Regions from separate parts of the Mus musculus genome. Here all the other regions are linked to region 2. The links are chromatin contacts, called in public HiCAR-type and HiChIP or PLAC-seq maps. All regions are on one chromosome and are shown on one strand. Each heading gives the region's core, a stretch centred on a gene start, on an enhancer-like site or on the middle of the called end of the contact. The rest is flanking DNA. Distances are from core to core; before and after follow the strand shown. Region 1 has its middle 69 kb from the start of Edem3. Region 2 overlaps Colgalt2 (collagen beta(1-O)galactosyltransferase 2). Region 3 overlaps Niban1 (niban apoptosis regulator 1).

Region 1 (4,516 bases), core at 1,524-4,023, 670 kb before region 2:
TCAAATATTTACATGCCAGAGCCTATGGTGGTGGGAGGGTAGGGGTGGCACACCTCATTAAAAGCAGTGCACTAGCCTTGGCCCTTTGCTCTTCATTCCCAAGAAGCCATTGTGTTTCAGTGGCTCTGAACTCTGCTATCCCAAGGACTCTGAGCAGATAACATTAAAGACCATGTGATCATTATCAATTTTAAGGCTTGAACAAGTTCCAGGCATCTTAGTCAAAGTACCAAATTAAGTGACTGGGCAGTGGACGGGAGCTCTGGTTTAATTCCAGAGGTAAACCTGAGCTCCTTCCAGTGAGTCACCCTCTTCCTCAGCCCTGCTTCACCCCCAGTTTCTGCTAACCTTCACTCAGCCACACTCCCTCCCTGCTTTGCATGTCTCCCATCTGAGACTGAAGAATATGAGTGATAGTGTCTGTTCTGGGGTTGTCTGGGCAATTAGTCCAGCCTCACTATGCCCCACCCTTCCAGGACAATGAAAGTATCACTGTTAGACTGTGAGGCGAGCAAAAGGAAACTTCAGAGGCCCATCTACTTAGAGGCTGAGTTCTTTAAAGGTTAATGGAGAAGAGTACCTACCTACCTGCTATTAAAGCATGGGTACTTACTTATTAGAACTAACTTGTTAGCCATGAGCTTGTGTTGGGCTAATTAAATACTGTCTGCTCTCTTCAAAGGGAATGCCATTGATGGACCTCTGGAAGACTCTTGATCTATAAAAGAATGCTAGCCCAGGTTAAGGTTCTTTTAGAAATCCTGTGGTGCTCTTTAGGGCCACATACCACTAACTTTGTCTTAACAGCAGCAGGTGATGTCAGGGTTTATAATAGCATGTGACTTCTCAGAGTCAAAGCTTCCTCACATGGTTGATCAAAGAACCAATGAATAAATAGACCAGCATTAGAGAACCTTCAGTCTGGAGGCTAGCTGCTTCCACGGCCGTCATTCTGACATCTCCAGCAGCCTTCCTCCACTTTGCCCACTCTCTTTCCAGCTTCTGCTGTAGACTAGTCAAAGCTTCCCGCTACAAATGGGTCCAGACAGCTGCTGCAACTGGAAATTCTAGGTCATGCAGCCACTCTCCTGCCCTACCGTAGAACTATTAAACTGAATCAATTCTAGCCTGTCTTCTTGTTAGCAGCCACAGGGACAGACAGTTTTCAAATCCCTCTTAACCCGTTTGCTTGTTCTCTCTCTCTCTCTCTCTCTCTCTGTGTGTGTGTGTGTGTGTGTGTGTGTCTCTCTCTTCTTTTCTTCCTCTTTTTTTTTCGAGACAGGGTTTCTCTGAATAGCCCTAGCTGTCCTGGAACTCACTCTGTAGACCAGGCTGGCCTCGAACTCAGAAATCCGCCTGCCTCTGCCTCTCAAGTGCTGGGATTAAAGGCATGCGCCGCCACTGCCAGCTTAACTCGCTTTCAAAAGGACCGTTTGCCTAGAAATCTGGGGAAAGGTTTTCCGAGTCTGGGGCAGGTCTAGGAGGGCAAAAGTCCAGGCTACTCCACACACCCACACCTTGGTGGCCAGAATAGCCTTGAGGGAGGAAGGGATTTCAACAGAGGGAGGATTTCAACTGTGGGAGCTTCTGGGCGGGGCGGGGTGGGTGTGGTGTGGTGGGGCTCCTCTGTGCCCCACTCTAATGCGTGACTGCCCCTTCCTACTGCCTGGCCGACCTAGTGTGCCATTTGATTCTTCCAACCTCAAGTCACTGTGATTCCCCGAGATCATGATGTCACGAGCTAGATTTGCCTGTGACTTCCCATTCAGCATCTGTGACAAGCTGAGCACCTTGGTCACTCTTCCAGCCGTCCTGGAGAGAACATTACAGACCTTCCATTACTGATGTCTTTGCTTTTTGAGCATGCCTTTAAACATGCCCAGTAGTGTACATCCTAATCTAGCCGAGCATCCACCCAGAAGTGCTTTTTCCAGATGACTATGCCTAGCCTTTGTGAAATAAATTCCCTGTCTGTCCTTTGTCCTTGGAGACTTGCTGTTTGGGGTGCTGCAGACTTCATTCTCATGCCTTCAGGCAATAGAGATCCACTCTTGTATGTCTTGGCTGTGACTTTTTGGCTTTCACTGATCAAGACACACTTTCCTCGTGTTATTTTACGGCATAACCAAAGCCATTTCTTTATTGAAGTGATGTGAACTCAGTCTGTCACCTTTGTTCACCGACTTGGAGAGCACCAGGACCACCACATGTCCCAGAATCAGCGTCACTCCTGGGCTGCCTTCCCATGTCACCCAATACACAAACATGCTTCCTTCTGTCGAACTCAACGGGCAAAGCCTTAGATATTAAGTCCCACCTGCACACTGATTGTACACATATCCATGAATAGCTTTGGGAGCTGGATGAAATTAAGTCCCACTGCTGACCAGCCTCACTTAAAATCCTGGCTGAACATCTCGGGTGAGACTTAGCACTGTCTCGGATTCTAGCCACATTTCTCTGATCGATGTTTGCAACTTGGCATGAGCTTCATCCTTTCTTTCCAAATCTCCCACACTCATCATCAAGCAAAACAGATGCAAATGAGGATACAGTATTCACCGGCCTAGAACTATTCGAGCTTGTTAACATAGACTTCTCCCTGAAGGAATCCAAGGACTCTTTCTACCGTCATACTAGAGAACTGGAGCCTCAAGTGAACCAGATGTACTGACAAATGGGAAAACAAATCAGACTATTAGACTCCATTTGAGCCTGAGAGTGAAGGAACTCTGGCCCACTGCCTAAAATCCCTTTCTGCACGCACCAAGAGCATCGGCCTCCATCCCTGAGTCATGGGAACAGAGATGTTGGATGATGAGTTACAGTGCGACACCGAGCTCATCCAATGAAACCAGGAAGCTCTTTGTCTTATTTTCCTTGTTTTTCTGCTGCTGGTGAAAGTGCAAGCGGCCCCGAAGAGAGGGAGAGACAGAAATGGAGAAAGAGTTTTTGTAGGTAACAACACACAACCAAGTCTGTTTGTTTCTTTTTTAACTCCATCATCTGCTCCAAGAACCTAAAAAAAAAGATAACTAACAAGAAACCTACACAGTTTCTTCCAAATACTCAGGTCAATGTTTGTAACAGCAGGATATGTCAAGGCAGAACGATGGGGACAATGCACATTCGGAGTATGGACTGTCTAAGGGGAATGTTTTCCAGTGCTGAGTAGTGCAACTATTAATGTTGCCTTTATTAATGTTGCCCTTGCTGTTCTCCAGACGCCGAGCTAGGCTCTAGGGATCCTAGAGTGACACTCAAGGCCATTTCAGATCTGTTTTTATAGAGACTTTACTGTCAAATCCAGAAGGCACCGAGCAAGAAATACCAAAGCCATGAGGCTTTTGAAAACAGACAATCTAGATACTATGGGGGTCTATGACACAGGATTCAGCCCTGTGGGGAAGCTGTGTTGTGGCAAATGCTAAGGTTTCTGAGATGCCTTTATCTCCAAAGATTAGGACGGTGGGTCTTTCTAAAGGAAAGGCTAAAAGGTTTTGATATATAATAAGGATTTTGAATTTTGTTCTAAGGGTAATGAGAAAACATTGAAGGGTTTTAAATAAATCAGTGGCTTGCTGAAATATGGCTAAATAATGAGAAATCTAGAATTACCTCTCATATATGAATGTAGCTGTAGGGTTATGGGTGCCACGTCTGCTCCGCCACAGGGCTCGGCTACTTGGGGAGGCAGGATGCAGGGAGTTTGGCCACGCTTAGCCCATGCTGTCACCAGCCAGGAAGTGCAATCTGAGGTGTGGGACCGCTGGACCTGGCTTGGGGCTCCCCAGGCCTGTGACCGAGGCCTGAGCCATCTGGTTCTCAGCCTCTTGGACACCCAGGCACTGCTGGGAGCCGTGGAAGAGCTGAGGATGGAGTAGGGTCCCAACGACTGCATCTAGCCCAGGCTGGAGGGAAAGGGGGAGCGCCCGCTAGTCCCTCTGGGAGAGACTTGGTTGGACAGACAGCAGGCTTGAACTTGGGCTTGGTGGTGGTCGTGGCTGGGAGCGCAGAGAGGCCTTTTACTGGAGATTAGATGGTGGCTCTATAGGCGAAAGCCTTCTCCATGGCTCTCCACAGCAGATCCCAATGAAAAGAGGCAGTCCATGGCTTTAAGGCATTTAATGTCATGGCAGAAAGTGGATGAGTAAAACCGTCCCCCCACTTCTCAGGGCGGGCCTGAGGTTAAATACCTTTTGCAGAGAGGAGTGTCTGGGAAGGAGAGCTTATTGGCTAAACCTCCAGGCCTTTAGGTAGCTCATTAAAATAGAGATCTGTCTTGAGCCTAAGTGGCCACAGGTCACATCCTCTACATGTGGAGGGGCTTAGGGTGTTGCCCTCATGTGACTGATAGTCACAAATCTATGGGGGCTGTGGCTAGTGATGGGCCTGGTGCCCCGGAACAGGTGAAGCACCTACCTTCCCTTCAGGGTTCCAGGGTTTCAAGCCTCAGTTCAACTGGGAACGAGGCTACTTTTCACAGTCCCACATGTAGCTCAGATAATTAAACACA
Region 2 (4,238 bases), core at 612-3,111:
ATCCCTCTGTCTCTCTGTGTGTACTCTTGCCCTTATGTGTGCATGTGTGTGCTTATATGCACATGTGTACAGAGACTTCTGTGTTAATGTTGGAACAGAAGGTGGAACATCTGTCTGAGAGCAAGCAGGCAAGCTTGGCAACTGGAAAGACCCTGAGGACTTGGGTTGGTTGTCATTCTGTTTTCTGGTCTTTACAAAGGAGAATCATAAAAAATGAACCAGAAAGAATTATTTGGCAAGGAATATAAATTTGCTATATATTTTACCAAACTTCTTATTGAGGTTCAAGGGTAAGGTAAGGAGAATATATGTTTTGGGCTCTGGAGGACATCAACTTTATTCTGCTAGAGCTGAGTGGATGGAAACTATTCTAGAATATTCTATGTTTTGTTTAATTTCTGCTTTTCTTCCATGGAAAAAAGGTTGGAGGGCAGAGTTGAAAGGACTAATGAAGAGAAAAGCATGTTCTAAAATTTTGTCTTTTGGCAGGCAAGAACTTTAGCGTAGTTTTCCTAGGGCCATATCTACTGTACAGTTGTAAGTATATAAATAACAAAGCAGAGGTGGGCTTTTAGCTCAGTGGTAGAGCATCTTCTTAGGATAAGTGGAGCCCTGGGGTCAATTCCTAGCACCACAACGAAAAGGGGAGAAGAGGGAGAGGGTGAGAGGGAGAGAGGGAAGGGGGAGGGCCAGAGGGGAAGGAAGAGGGAGGGAGAGGGAGAGGGAGGTGTACAGTAAAGAGAGGAAGGAAGGGAAAGAGGGATGGAGGAAGGCAGAAGGGAATGGAGGAGGCAGAAGGAGGAGGGAGACAGGAAGAGAGGGAGGGAGGGAAGGAAGAAAGGAGAGAGTTAAGGAAAGAGGAGAGAAGAGTGGAAGGAAGGAAAGAAAGAAAGAGAATAATATAAAGAAGTGGTTTTCTTGGTAGAGTGTAAAACAGATGGTTGCCAGGGCCAGAACTGTGAGTCTGTTCCACGAGCCCTTCATGGCCCCTTATGTGGTTGCTAGTGCTGAGGAGTTTTGTGGTCTAGAGCTGTGACCTGCCAGGAGTCCACACACTGGGACAGAATTCTTCCAGGGCTTCTGGATTTAAGCCAAGCATTGTGCTTTGAGCTCAGTATGCTTTTTGGAAGAAAACGCCTTATCACATTGGAACATTAACATCTGTGTCTCCAAATCATGTTCATCCCAAGGAGCTAATGGACCTAGGAGTTGGGGATCTCTGCTACAAAACTGACTTGAAGCTAGACTTCCAAATGCAGGAAATGGGTAGTTCATAAATACCAAGTAGAGATTATGCCATTTTCACAGAAGGCAGAAAAAGGAGAGATGAATTTAAATGTAGCACAAAGTATAAATAGACCCTATTGAGTCTATTCCTATTTACTAAAAATAGAAAATAGTTTTCAAAACTGACCGGTGCTACAAGGGTGGGCTCACCAATGGTGGGTCCTTGCTGCGGGGCGGGGCCTGCCACACAGCTTCCTCTTGCCGAGCACAGTTCTCCTTCCCGGAGACTGTGGCCTCTCTTCATTTTCTAGGAAAGGGGGCCCATGTGTTTTTCAGTGTCTTCCTTTTTCCTCCTGGCATCACATTCTGTGAGGATCAGATCACAGTAAATGAAACAAAGACAGACCGGACCGGCTTGCTCCGCCTCGGGCAGGACCGTGGTGTTAGTGCCCTAGAAAGTGAGGCAGCCCAGGACTTTGCTTTCCACAGCCCAGGATAATCATCTCTCTGTCTGCAGCAGACATGGGCTGTGGAAAAGAGGTGTCAGAGGTCTTTTCCGCCCTCCAATCCTGTGACCTGGTTGCTAGCGTCTGGCTGTATTAGGCACTCGGTTCTTTGCTCTGTTTACTAAGTATGAGCAAGCCGTCTGTGTTTTCCCTTCATGGCTACTGGGTTTATTGCCCTTGTCCTGGCAGGGCCCAGGGCGGGACTATTATTTACTGAAAGCTTCCTCGACTGGAGGCCTCTGGTTTGCAGGGGACTTTTTGGATGCTTCTCTGTTTGTTTTGTTTTGTTTTGCTTTGTCTCCTTGGGTGACCTCAGATGGCTCTGTGGATGCGAGAAGGATATGCCGTTTCCTTCCTATGTCTGTAAAACCAGGCAATGGAACATAATCCTTGACAGTTAGGATTCTAAAGACAGAGAAAATGAAAAAAGACGGCACATGCTTTAAGCTACATAGTCCCAAATATATGTCACACAGAAATTATGGTGGATTTTTTTTGTTTTATTAATAACTATCCAGTTAAGTAAGAGGGTATCAAATCATACTGAGTGCCTGCCCTGCCCAGCATCTCCGGAGATGATGCACAGAACATTCTGTTGCTCCCAGGACTCTATATGTGAACAGAGATGAGACTCTCTTACAGGGGAGAGTTGAAAGCTTAGTATAACTTCTGATGCTGCTAAAGCATATATTTAAAATTATACTCAGAGTAACTATTGAGCCAAAGCTCAGTGCAATATAGTCTGGACCTCAGCCTGATTGCATGATAAGATTTCTGCACAGGTCTCATAACATGAAGCCAACTTTACTATAAGCCACTATGCACAGATTTTCATAGGTACAGGGCTTGAGGGGTGGGTTTGCTCAAACCCCTCCTTTTCCAAACAGCAGAGCTAACTACACAGAGAAAATAAATACTGTCCCCAGAGTCACCTCGACAGTCAGGAGGCAACGAGTGTCCTCTGCCCTGTTCCTGTAGGTTTCTCCCTCACTGGGATGTAGATTCCTGATGGCTGTTAACATCTCCCAATAGTTTAATATTCAAAATCAGCTCATCAGTGCTTGCAGCCAGAGGCCTTTATTCAAAAGCTAACTTATGCACTGGTAAGACAGTCTGGTGGCTGAAAGCACTTGCTGTCAAGCTAGAAGATTGTCAATTGTCCTCTGACCTTCTCGACACTCACAGCAATGCAGTTACACTATACACACTAAATAAATAAATGAATAAATAAATACATACATACATACATACATACATAAAACGCTAATTTCCCTACAGCAGTCTTCATGAGGCTTTAGTTGCCTTATGATGTCTATATGTTAGTACTGCTATCATCTAGGCATTTCAGGCCAGGGTAAAGGGTACAGGCAGACTTGGCCCTCGCTCAGAAAGCCCGAATGCACATCCATCTGTATTCACAAGCCAGCAGGTGCCCTCTGTTGAGCACTCAAAAAAAAAATCTCATACCGAAATCATGTTTTATGCTACTCTCTCCTCGGTCAAGGGTAACAACCAGGGAACTGGGCCCTTTTCTTCAATGCCTTTATCCTTTTAGATTTAGGGGTTGAAGAATTCTGGCAAAAAAAAAAAAAAAGCTTGTGAGACGGAGATCTTGACATTCATTCTGAACACATGAAGACTCGGATCTTTCTTAGTTTTTGAAAGCTGTAAAGCTTACCTAGTGGGTGTGAATTGTGACGATACCAAGCATAGTACTTGTGCAGTAGAGCCACAGTGGTCCCCATTCCAGGATGAGGAGACTGAGACATGGAAGCAACAGGCCTTAGGCAAACAGCAAGCGGCAGTATTAAACCTGAAGTACGTGGATGCATTTAGTCATTTGGCTTGATTAAGCCATTTAGCAAAACACAGCTCCCCTTCTGAGCTGTGTATGTGCATTTTAATTCACCTTTGGCCTTTGGGGTGATCATTTTTTGAACTTTATTTGCTCAAGACAATAGAGAACGTGACCATCGGTGACTATCAGGTTAGGCCATTGCTGATGGTTATATCTAGAAAGCAGCTTAGTTCTGATAAATAGGTCCTCGCCCGTGAACCCAATAAGGAAGACAAAGCCATAGCTTTCTTCCCATCCCTTACCCCTCTGGTCCTCACATCCGTTTTGCTAAGCTTTTCAACCAACCCAAAATAACTCCCAGCCACTCGTGTTTCTTTGCCCTTTTGTATCCTGCATTAGATTTTCATGATCAACCTCAAACGCAGGAAGGACAGGCGGGACAGGATGCTGCGCACACTCTACGAACAGGAGATCGAGGTCAAGATTGTCGAGGCCGTGGATGGGAAGTGAGTCACTCCTCTGCCCGCCCCCTTGCAGGTGTGGTTGGAGCCTTGTCCGACTAAGAAGGAGTCCTGGAGGGAGGGACCTCTGAGGTTCTGACCACGGAGGGGACCTGATCCTCCAGTCTCTGGCCACCCTCAGAGCTGTGGTGGTTTCTCATGTAATAGAGGGAATGTGTTTGAAACCATGTTCAGGTCTGCAGAAAA
Region 3 (4,531 bases), core at 1,175-3,674, 810 kb before region 2:
GTAGAGGTTATCCATAAAACAGAATTACAAGGCACTTCCAAACCTAGATCTGGCACGGCAGCCAGAGTCACAGTATACACTGACTCCACAGGCCTGGGAGCTTTGGGGCTTTGGTTAGCTCAGGCATGTTATAAATCTGCACAAGTGGAAAAAAACAAAAAACGATGTCTCTCTGGCTGGCCCCCCGAATAACTGTCCCCGAGAGGCCTAGGAAAGCAAAGCTTCCCTTGCAAAAATCCTTAATCATCTCTCTCAAATATGAGTTTTCCACGCAGCTGCAGAGATGAGGACCTGGGAGAGACCAAGGAGAACAGAGCATTCCTAGACATTTCCTGGCCCTGGGGATAGAGTGTTGAATGAATAGCTACAATGTGTCTCCCACATGCCTGCTAAAATGCTTACAGTTTCCCAGGGTTTGTCTGTGCTCTGGACTTGATGAACGTTTTGCCAGCGAATTGGATAGGCACAAAGAAGGCAAATCTAGCAGTTTTCCTGGCTCTTGGGTGAAAGAGGGTATGGGGCAGAATTCCAGTTTTGAAATGGTGTGTCAGGTGGGGCTGGTCTCAGCGAGTTGCCACTTAATAGGGATAAGCTTTAAAAGCTGGCCTGATCTCAAAAGTAGAAGTGCAAGTCAGGGGACGCTTAGGTTGGCAAGCATCTCATATGAGAAGAAGTTTATGGATTTGATTGGATTAAAAGAAATGTGTGAGTCACCCGGATGCTGTGGCCACATTAAAGAAGAAACCAGAAAGGGGCAGAGAGTATCACGTGTTTTGTGGTGGGTGCTAGGACGAAGAGTGTGATACCTTAGAGCCCATCAGGGGGGGAGAAAAGAAGGGTAAAAGTAGAAAGATCCAAAGGTAAACAAGTTGTTTAAAGAGGAGTTGAGGGAAAGTTAGTCCACTCTGTGGGTACCTGGGAATCAGCCCAGCTATGGAAGAGGAGTAATGAGAACTAATTTACTCTCAGAGACAAAGTGGATGGTGTGTGTATGTGTGTGTGTGTGTGTGTAAACATAGTGGCTCAAAAGAAGTGGTAAACATTTAAATTTTCAAATAATTAGAGTAGTTCTGGAATGGAAAAGAACCATTTCATTAAATTCTGAACTTTCTGTCACTAGATCTATTTGAGCCAAGGCTGGCCTTCTGAAGGTTCTCAACACTGAAAACCTCACGGTCAGTGAGCATTGAGATCACTCCTGATTCTCATAGTCTATGGTTTAAATAGCCGTGAATGCCAAGGCCACGCAGGACACACCCCTTGGCTCTGACTCTGGCCAGCTGTGTGACCTTCAGCTAAGACATGAACTCCCCCCCCCCCATTTTCTCCATCTGGCTTTAACAGATGCCTCAGTTGCTCCCCTGCACACCCGGCCCCCTGTGGAGTCTTTAAGTTAGACCATGTGGGAAAAGGAAATTCTGGCCCGCTTGCTACCTGCCCTAAGTCTTCCTGCAGAGGGAAAGCTTTGCGGAAGAGCAGGAAGTTCCCGAAGGCCACCGAACTAAAAACCCTCAGATTGCTTATTGGCAGGAGAGAGGGTAGTTAAGAAGGTACAGTGTGTTCCCCTGAGACCTCCTCACAGGATGCTGATGAAGTAACGGGTAATCTGCTTTCTCTCAAGCACCTGTAATGAGTTCAGCTCTGCCTCTGCAAACAACCGAGGAGGAACAATGGAGGTCGGATTACCTCAGCACAGCACTCCTCTGTCTTTGGCAGACTTCATTCTGTTTGCTTACTGAGCTGGCGATGGTCTTCTGAGTTTTGCTCCTCATCACCAGAGCAGACACTCACAGAGAAACTTACCCTGTGGCACATCTCTTCTCCAAGTTTTTTCTTTGTTTGTTTTTTTTTTTCTCCATAAATCAATTTGTTTAATTAGCTTATAAGCTGAAAAAAAATCTAATAACAGATTGGCAAATTAGATCTGTCTCCCACTATCCAAGAGGGGAATTTAAGATTTCATTTGTCCTAATGGTGAGAGCTCTCTGTCTCCGGATTCCATTGCTGACTGACTGTGACTTCTTCTGTGGGCGCCTAGTTCCTTATCCCTTTCTTCTCTGCCTGAGGCGAGGCTCTTCATTCCTGCACCATCGCATGCTCACTTCCTGACACCCCTTCTTTGACTTTTGTCAAGCTAATATCATTGTCTCCAAATTCTATTTTCTTCCCCCCTCCCACCCCATATCTTTAGTGCTACACTTGTCCATGCACAGGCCAGCTTGTTTGGACATAGACATAGCCGGCTGTGGACAGGATATAAACTCTCTCCTCCAGTTTCTGAGGTCAGCTGAACTGCTCATAAAGCACCAAGGAACTGAAACCCTCGCTCCTTGGCTGGCAGCTCTGGCCATACCCACCCCATCCGCATCCACAGTCACATTTTTTCCCCTCTCTGTTTCCGTAGATTGGAAATGAAAACAGCTGTTAAAAATAAGAGTGCATGAGTCATCTGGAATCTCCACGTGGTAATTACAGTTTCCATCTCGCCCTGTCCAGTCCTTCCCAGTGTGCCGAGCCCCGTATCACAGTCCCACTGTGGGGAGAACACACTGTGGGGAAAGCAAAAATTTTAAGGACCACCTTAATTTTCGTTTTCTAATCCTCTGAGGTTAAACACTGAGTGGGTTGCCAAGCCAAGAAAAATAACACGAAAGAAGATACTTCAATTAGAAAACTCGATTTGTGGGACGGGCCATTTTCCCAGTTTTTTCCATTTTGAGCAAGTCTCTGTGTCGATGTTGATGAGAGGCCAGTTCTTCTGTAATGTGGAAGGTGTCCTAGGATTGCTTCCTGGTACTCTCACTATGGAGAGTGTTTAGCTCTTGTAGACGCTATGCCCGAAACTGAGTTTTCTCTTTTAAGCGCCTGCTGCTTTATAATCTAGAAAACCTCAAAGGAGGTAATCCATAACCTGCTAGCTGATCGTCACCTGCCAAGGCCGACTGATTCTCTTAAGTTACGCCCAGTCAGCCATTTAACGTTGACTGAGTAATTCTGATGGTCTAAAGCTATGATGCCGCCTCTCCCTGCAGTGACCCTGCTGCCTACATTCTAATAGAGCCCCCACACACAGATTATAAATTATCTGTAGATTATAGTTATCTGTAGATTATAGTTTCTAGCAAGAGAGCTGTGTGCCCTATTGCAGTGGAGGCTTGCTGTTTACCCCTTCATTTTCCCTTTCTAGGTATGGATTTCTTGACAATTTGATTAGGTGTGTGTGTGTGTGTGTGTGTGTGTGTGTGTGTGTTTACTGGGCATGAAACTTACCAAACTTAAGACCAATGCATGCTAAGTGCACACTCTACCACAGTGAGCTCTACTCCCGAAAGTGCCTGGTTAGATTTTTTTTAAATTACATTTATTTGCCGATTTATTGGATGTATATGTGTGAATGTGTATGTGCCATGGCATAGGTCAGAGGACAGCGTGCAGGAGTTGGTTCTTTCTTTCAACTGTGCAAGTCCCAGGAATTGAACTCAGGCCGTCAAGGTTACCAGTGAACACCTTTATTAGTGTTCTCCACTGCGGCTCGAGACCCGCTCTGCAAACCTCTGTCTCCAAAAATAACTACCTTACAGTTCATAACAGTGGCAAAATCACAGTTATGAAGTAGCAACAAAAATAAATTTAAGGTTGGGGGGGTCGCACACCATGAGGGACTGCATTAAAGGGTCGCAGCATTAGGAAGGTTGAGAAACACCGCTTTCTAAACCATCTTGCGGGTCCAAGATTATTTTTGAGTTCATTTTCCACATCGAAACCTCTATCATTCTGTTATCATTTCCTTCTCTGAGAGCTAGCTTTAGCTGGAGCGATGGCTCATCCACTGAGGAGGCTGGGGCAGGATTGTGAGTTCTAGGCCAGCCTGCACTAGGTAGTCAGGATGCTGGGCTACAGGAGGAGTCCCTCGGCAAACCTGAAGCTAAAGAAAGAAGGCCACAAGCTAGTTTTACGAAGGAAGACACATAATGTTCTGGGGGTTTTGTGTTTTGTTTTGTTTTGGTTTTGGTTTTGGTTTTGCGGGGTAGGAGGGGTTCGAGACAGGATCTCTCTGTGTAACAGCCCTGGCTGTCCTAGAACTTGCTTTGTAGGTCAGGCTGGCCTGGAACTCACAGAGATCTGCCTGCCTCTACCTCCTTAGTGCTGGGATTAAAGGTGTGTGCCACTACCACCTGGCAGGAAGACGCACAATGTGGCTTTCAGAATTCCAGGCAGGTTCCTCAGCCCCAGCTGCCGTCTCCAAACCTTAAATCCCACCACTATACAGACAGTCACTCCTTTCTGGTGATGTGTTATTTCTCAGATGCAGGAACAAACTCATCAAGGTGGGATGCAGAGTCAGACACCTACCCAGTTCTCAGCGGGACCCTCCACTCACTAGCTGTGTGACCATAGGCAGTTAATTCTGCTTTCTCTACCTTGTCAGACTCATCTGTCAGATGAGGTGATAACGATACTTCCCTCTGGAATTTCTGTCAGTTCTCAATGAAATGGGTGATGTCCTTAAATAAACGGCATCTTGCTATGT

Evidence for each region. HiCAR-type assays count read pairs that join an accessible place to other places. HiChIP or PLAC-seq counts read pairs in DNA pulled down with a chosen protein or histone mark.
Region 1: a contact with region 2 is called in a HiCAR-type map of fibro-adipogenic progenitors, with 6 times the contacts expected there. The contact joins two enhancer-like sites. A contact is called at or near these places in 34 of 484 Hi-C or Micro-C datasets (the 63-12 cell line, the AML12 cell line, the BV-2 cell line and 21 more) and 3 of 115 datasets of contacts at active chromatin or transcription factors (bone marrow-derived dendritic cells, embryonic stem cells and fibro-adipogenic progenitors).
Region 3: a FOXA1 HiChIP or PLAC-seq map of pancreatic cancer cells shows a contact between it and region 2. The contact joins two enhancer-like sites.

What each region holds. Positions count from the first base shown.
Region 1 is chr1:151,822,573-151,827,088 of GRCm38.p6, forward strand. No RefSeq gene overlaps it. Among named protein-coding and RNA genes, the nearest start is that of Edem3, 69 kb to the left of the region's middle. Within about 2 kb of position 2,774, at least 12 of the 459 cell types and tissues checked have an H3K27ac peak or open chromatin away from gene starts, as enhancers often do. A contact at or near this core is called in fibro-adipogenic progenitors, where this site is marked.
Region 2 is chr1:152,495,975-152,500,212 of GRCm38.p6, forward strand. It overlaps Colgalt2 (collagen beta(1-O)galactosyltransferase 2), which reads left to right. Exons shown (of 12, transcript NM_177756.4): 8 at 3,931-4,037. Among named protein-coding and RNA genes, the nearest start is that of Gm51749, 42 kb to the right of the region's middle. Within about 2 kb of position 1,862, at least 72 of the 459 cell types and tissues checked have an H3K27ac peak or open chromatin away from gene starts, as enhancers often do. A contact at or near this core is called in fibro-adipogenic progenitors and pancreatic cancer cells, where this site is marked.
Region 3 is chr1:151,684,522-151,689,052 of GRCm38.p6, forward strand. All of the region lies in intron 5 of Niban1 (niban apoptosis regulator 1), which reads left to right. Among named protein-coding and RNA genes, the nearest start is that of Gm41969, 50 kb to the right of the region's middle. Within about 2 kb of position 2,425, at least 160 of the 459 cell types and tissues checked have an H3K27ac peak or open chromatin away from gene starts, as enhancers often do. A contact at or near this core is called in pancreatic cancer cells, where this site is marked.